2 separate regions of the Mus musculus genome follow, and region 1 is linked to region 2. A link is a contact called in public promoter capture Hi-C data. All regions are on one chromosome and are shown on one strand. The core of a region is the stretch at or near the end of the contact, and the rest is flanking DNA. Distances in the headings are between cores, read along the strand shown. Region 1 has its middle 31 kb from the start of Vmn2r19. Region 2 holds the start of Clec4d (C-type lectin domain family 4, member d).

The links. Promoter capture Hi-C pulls out the DNA fragments that hold promoters and counts their contacts.
Region 1: a contact with region 2 is called in a promoter capture Hi-C map of the HPC-7 cell line, with 5 times the contacts expected there. The contact joins the enhancer-like site here to the promoter of Clec4d in region 2. A contact is called at or near these places in 3 of 39 promoter capture datasets (the HPC-7 cell line, HPC-7-derived erythroid cells and macrophages), 1 of 15 datasets of contacts at CTCF or cohesin (the G1E-ER4 cell line), 3 of 484 Hi-C or Micro-C datasets (the G1E-ER4 cell line and the HPC-7 cell line), 2 of 115 datasets of contacts at active chromatin or transcription factors (the HPC-7 cell line and embryonic stem cells) and 1 of 9 other capture datasets (adipose tissue).

What each region holds. Positions count from the first base shown.
Region 1 is chr6:123,338,234-123,341,129 of GRCm38.p6, forward strand. No RefSeq gene overlaps it. Among named protein-coding and RNA genes, the nearest start is that of Vmn2r19, 31 kb to the left of the region's middle. Within about 2 kb of position 1,373, at least 3 of the 459 cell types and tissues checked have an H3K27ac peak or open chromatin away from gene starts, as enhancers often do. A contact at or near this core is called in the G1E-ER4 cell line and the HPC-7 cell line, where this site is marked.
Region 2 is chr6:123,260,847-123,263,704 of GRCm38.p6, forward strand. It overlaps Clec4d (C-type lectin domain family 4, member d), which reads left to right and starts at 1,261. Exons shown (of 6, transcript NM_010819.4): 1 at 1,261-1,516. The coding sequence starts at 1,489.

The DNA.
Region 1 (2,896 bases), core at 123-2,622, 77 kb after region 2:
ATAAATACATGGAGTCACAATATCATGAAATCACATGAACTGTTTAAAAACTTTTTATTATATAAATAATCTATTTGTGCAATTTTGCATAAGAAATATTACAAGAGTTAAAGCCACCCTTTTCCATTTTTCAACAATTTCAATAAATGTAATTCTCTGGAGGGGAGCCTCATTGTAAGCCTTGTGTTAATTCTTTGCTCTGTCATAAATATCAATTTTCATTCTTAAATTATACATTGTTAAAATTGTCAGTTTTTAGTTATATATAAATATGGTATTCTTTATATTTACTCTGGATTATTGCATTTATTAAGCTTCCTTTAGGAGTCTACACAAGTAGTGGCATAATTTAGCTATATTCAGTCTTTTCCAAGAATGAATATTAAATCTTTCTATGTCAAATTATGTTAATCTTCATGACATAATTTGGGACTTTTATCATTTTCTATTGGAAGTGAAGTTTCTCCTATTTCTGTATTAGTTTACTGATATATATGCATATAGATTATCTAGAACTTCATTTTATAATAATTATTTTAGCAAAAGATATTCATTTGTTAGGACCTACTAAATTACTTTCTAAATTATATTTGAATAACTGGGGCCTCAACTCTAGTACCTATCTAAAAGATGCAATCTGTACAAATTACTTAGCCTTTGTCACACTTAAATTTTATCACATTGAAATTATGAAATGATTTCTCCTTTTATTTTAAGTTACACTGACATGGTGAATAATCAGACTATAGTTTGTACTTTTTGGGAAATCCTATGGTTCAACAATGATAAAAAATAGTTTAGTTTTTTTTTTCATTTCATCTAGAATTTTCTGGGCTTCGTCAATATCAAGAGAAATGTTTCTTTTACCTTGGCTGTTCTCTGGCTTCATCCTCAAACATTTTGTTGTCTTTGGTCTCTATCAGCTACACCACAGATTGCAACAATAAACAGTATTCAATGCTTAACGTCTCTTAAATTTTATTTATATTTTATTTGAGAGTATATGATTGTCTCCATGTATAACTTTAGCATCCAATTCTGTTAATACACTTCTATATTGATTCCTAATAAAAAGCATTTGGAAAAACATGACCTGGTGTTTCCAGAAGTCAGTTTCTAACTTTGAGGGAAGCCTTTTGAATTTCAGTTGGAGATCAAGTACAGAACAGTTGTGCTCTGTATTTCCATTGCTCCTTAGCCCTGGATTAAAGACAGGGGCCACTGCATCTTTTCTCTTTATAAAACATCTTCATATAAGTACATCCTCCATATTGAACAAATCTCACTTTCCCTTCTCTCCAGTCCTGTAGTTCTCCATGCCAGAATTTCTCCACTTTCACCATGTAGGTCCTACAAATACAAATTATAATTGCTTCCTCTTTCAGCAGATGGGGACAAACACAGAGACCCACAGCCATACATTACACAGAATGAGAGACCTTGGAGCAATCCGTCATACATGAAATGTCTTCATCAAATCCCTCTTGTCAGAGCTCAGAAGACACTTCAGAATAGGAGGCAGAAAGAATTTAAGAGCCAGAGGGGATAGAAAACAGCAAGGAAACATGGCCCTCTAAATCAAATGAGCAAAGCTCATATGATCCCACAGAGTCTTAAGCAGCATGCACAGGGCTTGCATGAGTTAAAACCTCATCCTCTATGTATATACATGGTTTCTAGTTTAATGCTTTTCGGTATTCATGAGTATGCAAACTTGGTCTCTGATTCTTTTGCCTTCTCTTGGGCTCTTTCTCCTGTTGGTTTGTCTTATTGAACTTTGAGTTTTATTTTATTTTGTTATATTTTACTATAAAAATTAAAGCAAAAGGATAATTATGCAAGTGTGAAGATTAAAAATGTAAAAATTAAAGCCAAGAATAACCAAGGAGGTAAACAACCAGCCAGCCTTATGTTCATAGTAGGAATGTTTAAAACTACCCACAACATTTTAGTATCTTATGGAACAAGCAGTTCTGATGGGAAGGTGTAGTTTCTGGCTGCAGTGTCCTAGAGAATGTAAACAAATAGATGTCAGTGTGTTGCTGCTCAATCACCAGCAGGTGTCAGGCCTTCCTCAGGTTTGCCCAGCCCTCCCATGGATTGTTTCTTTTAGAAAATTTCCACCCATTATTGTTCTGAGTGTGCTGAAGTCATCAGTTGGCCACCTTACTGGGTTCCCCCCTCCCCTTTATTGGATATTTTCTTTTTCTACATTTCAAATGTTATCCCCCTTCTAGATTTCCCCTCCAGAATACACCTATCCTATCCTCCCCACCTTGTCCTGCCTCTATGAGGGTGCTCTTGCACCCACCCACCTACTCACTTCCACCTTCCTGCCCTGGTTTTTCCCTTCACTGGGTCATTAAAACCCCTCAGGATCAAGGGCCTCTCCTCCCACTGATGTCCTATAAGGCTATCCTTTGCCACATATGCAGCTGGAGCCATGGGTCCCTCCATGTGTAGTCTTTGTTTGGTGGTCCAGTCTCCAGGAGCTTGGTGGGGGTATGGCCTGTTGACCATGCATTGGGTTGAAATCCTGTCAGGTCCTTCAGTTTCTTCTCCAACTCCTCCATTTGGGACCTGGCGTTCAATTCAATGGTTGGCTGTGAGCAACCACCTCTGTATTTGTCAGGATCTGGCAGAGCCTCTAAGAAGACAGCCATATCAGGCTCCTGTCAGTAAGCATTTCTTGGCATCCAAAATATTGTCCAGGTTTGGGAATTGTATATGGGTTAGAACCCCAGGTGGGGCAGTCTCCGGATGGCCTTACCTTCAATCTCTGCTCCACACTTTGTCGGTATAATTCACCCTGTGTGCATTTTCTTCCCCTTTCTAATAAGCACCGAAGGATCCACACTTTGGTCTTCTTTACTCTTGAGTTTCATATTGTCTGTGA
Region 2 (2,858 bases), core at 11-2,510:
ATGACATATGAATTATTTATTCTCTGAATAATTGTGAATCCATAGTGAGCCTTATACATTCAAATAATAATCAAATATTTCATTGTCATAATGAAATAAATTATTTTTGTTAACTGAAGTTAAATTTGTTTTTGGAGACCTATCAAGATGTCCATTTTGCCTTTTACCATTTGTAAAGATTTCTTAGCTTAGAATCTGATTTTCAGTTTTGTTTCTGATTTTGTTGCTGCTTCCCCCTTGATAAACTTGCTGTCTGTTATCTAGGAAAATTATGGAATTTAGCCAACAGGCCCATCACTTTGCTAATTTTGACACAAGAATAATACACAATAAGAACTCAGATCTTACTTTCTCCAAGCCTCCTATGACGCTAAGGAAAAAAAAAATCAGGAAAGGTGTTATATGCTGTACAATAGACTTTAAGAAACATTTCTAAGCTGCTGGGTATTTATGATAATTGAGTTCAGACACAACAACAGTGCTATAGATGCATGGTATATATTTATTCTCATGAATATATGGGGGCTATATGTGCAAGGTCTCTTTGTGGTGGGATCCCTTCTCTAAGCTTGGAGAAGGCTGCTCTCTTGCTGTGTCCCAGTATTCTAGAAGGGGTTGGGGAAAGGAGAAGGAGTAAGGAGAGGGTAGAGGAGAGAAGGGACTAGGGAGAGGGGAGAGGAGAGAGGAGAGAAGAGAGAAGAAAGAGGAGAGAGATGAGACGAGGGTGAGAGGAGACAGAGTTCTAAGCATGGTAGTTTTATCATAAGGACTCCCCACTTACGAACTTAGCTAACTCTAGTGACCTCCCTGGGTTCCACCTTTAAACACCAACAGAAGTGTTTATGGCTTCAACGAATAAAGTTTGGAGGAACACAAATGTCCATTCTTTAATAATCCTGTAGGTGGAACCAGAGATCACAATAGTGTCTATCATACAACCTTTTCTTCCTTTGCCGTAACAAGCCTACTTTCACTTACCTGAGAAAATGTTGAAATCTAATCAGTGGCTTCACCAACTTCTTCCTCTGTTCTAAAGCAAAGGATTTCATGTCTTTACATGCACCATGTGCACAAAATCTATGTTAAAAGCTTTGTTCATTGTTATTTTGGACATATTTCATTGAGCTAGAGAACTTTCTAAGCCTCATTTTACCTCAAACTACCTTTGAAAACATGACATATGAGTAGCAAAAACACATTGAGAAATCTTACATGACACACTTCTGGAAGTTTTTACTGGCTTTGGGGTTGCTTTCTCAATTTCCTTTTCCTCTTTGCTCCCTGTGTTCTAGTACATTAGAGGAAACTCTGTTTTTAAGATTTATTCTTTTTCACTTGGCTCTCTTGTACTGAACACTTACTGATCTTACCAGAATAAGACAGATGTATTGATGTCCAATCTTAAATGTTTCTGAAGAGATACTTGTGATGGAAATATACACTCTGGGCAAGAAGTAAAAAGCAGACTGGAATCTCTTGACACACATAATGTGGCTGGAAGAATCCCAAATGAAATGTGAGTCTCTCTCTTTATCTGTCTATCTGTCTATCTGTCTGTCTGTCTGTCTATCTATCTATCTATCTATCTATCTATCTATCTATCTATCTATTTATCTACCTATCTATCAATCATTTATCCACCCATCCACTTCCCCCTCCTACTTTCTTTCTCTTCTCCCCTTCCTTTCTTCCCATGGTCCTCCTCTTCCTCCTTGTCTTTCGCCCCTCTTTCTCTTAACTCTTCCTTCTTCAAGATAAAGTTTTGTTACGTAGCACAGGCTGGTCTTGAATTTTCTGTGTAGCCTGGGATTGCCTCAGACTTGACCTCCTTTCTTCCAACTTTTGAGGGCTGAGTCTTTAGTTGATATGTGATCATGCTCAGCCCTTTTCACATTTAACTAGATTAAGTACTCATGACTATAATTTTAAAATGTGAATTGATGGCAGTGTAAAGATTTAAGAAGAGGGGTATTAGAACACAATGAGGATGGCCTTGATGGAGACAAAGGACATGGCTGATTCCTGGTAAGCTGTGTAACAGATGCTAAGACCAAGGAAAGGAGATCCTAAAATCAGATAGAAGCAAGAGGGGAGATAAAGTATATTTTAAAAAGAAATGAGATAAAATGAAAAGGAGAATTAAATACTTTGGAAGATTCCTTTGACAAGAAGAGAGAAAAATAGTACATAGAACATATAGATGTAGGCTCATAGTATGCCAGAGACTCTCCCTGGTTTCCCGATTGATTTAAAGGATGCTACTGGATCTGCACTGTGAGACTGTGAAATAATGCTTTATTATAGTAATTATATTATATTACTTATAAGCAAGCTATTGATACATCTTTTGGATAAGACATGGCCATTGCAGCCATGAACTCCTAGTAGCTATTGTCACCTGCACAAGACTTGGCATAAGATTAAACTAACAAGATCAGTCAACATTCCAGTAGACAGCACTTAGTGGACTGAGTGGATTACAGAGACAAGGCAGCAAAGGAGAGAACGTGAAAAGGGAAGTGGGAACATGTAGGGGATTCCTGGGGATGGGAGGGGGAGGGTGAGATGGGGGTGGAGCTTGAGGATGGTAATGATCAAGATACAGTGCCTAGATGTTTGAAATTACCAAGTAATAAATAAAAGATGTTATAGTAATAAATACATTGGAAAATGTTAAATTATGCTTACAATTTAAATCTTGCTTAATCTCACCAGTCTACTAGAGCTAACTTCACCAGGACCATGCTCTATCAAAAAACCTGGTTGTTTTGTTTTCTTGTTTGTTTGTGTGTGTGTTTGTGTGTGTGTTCTGCTTGCTTGTTTTTGGTTACTATTTTGTGTTGGAGACTGGAAGCAGT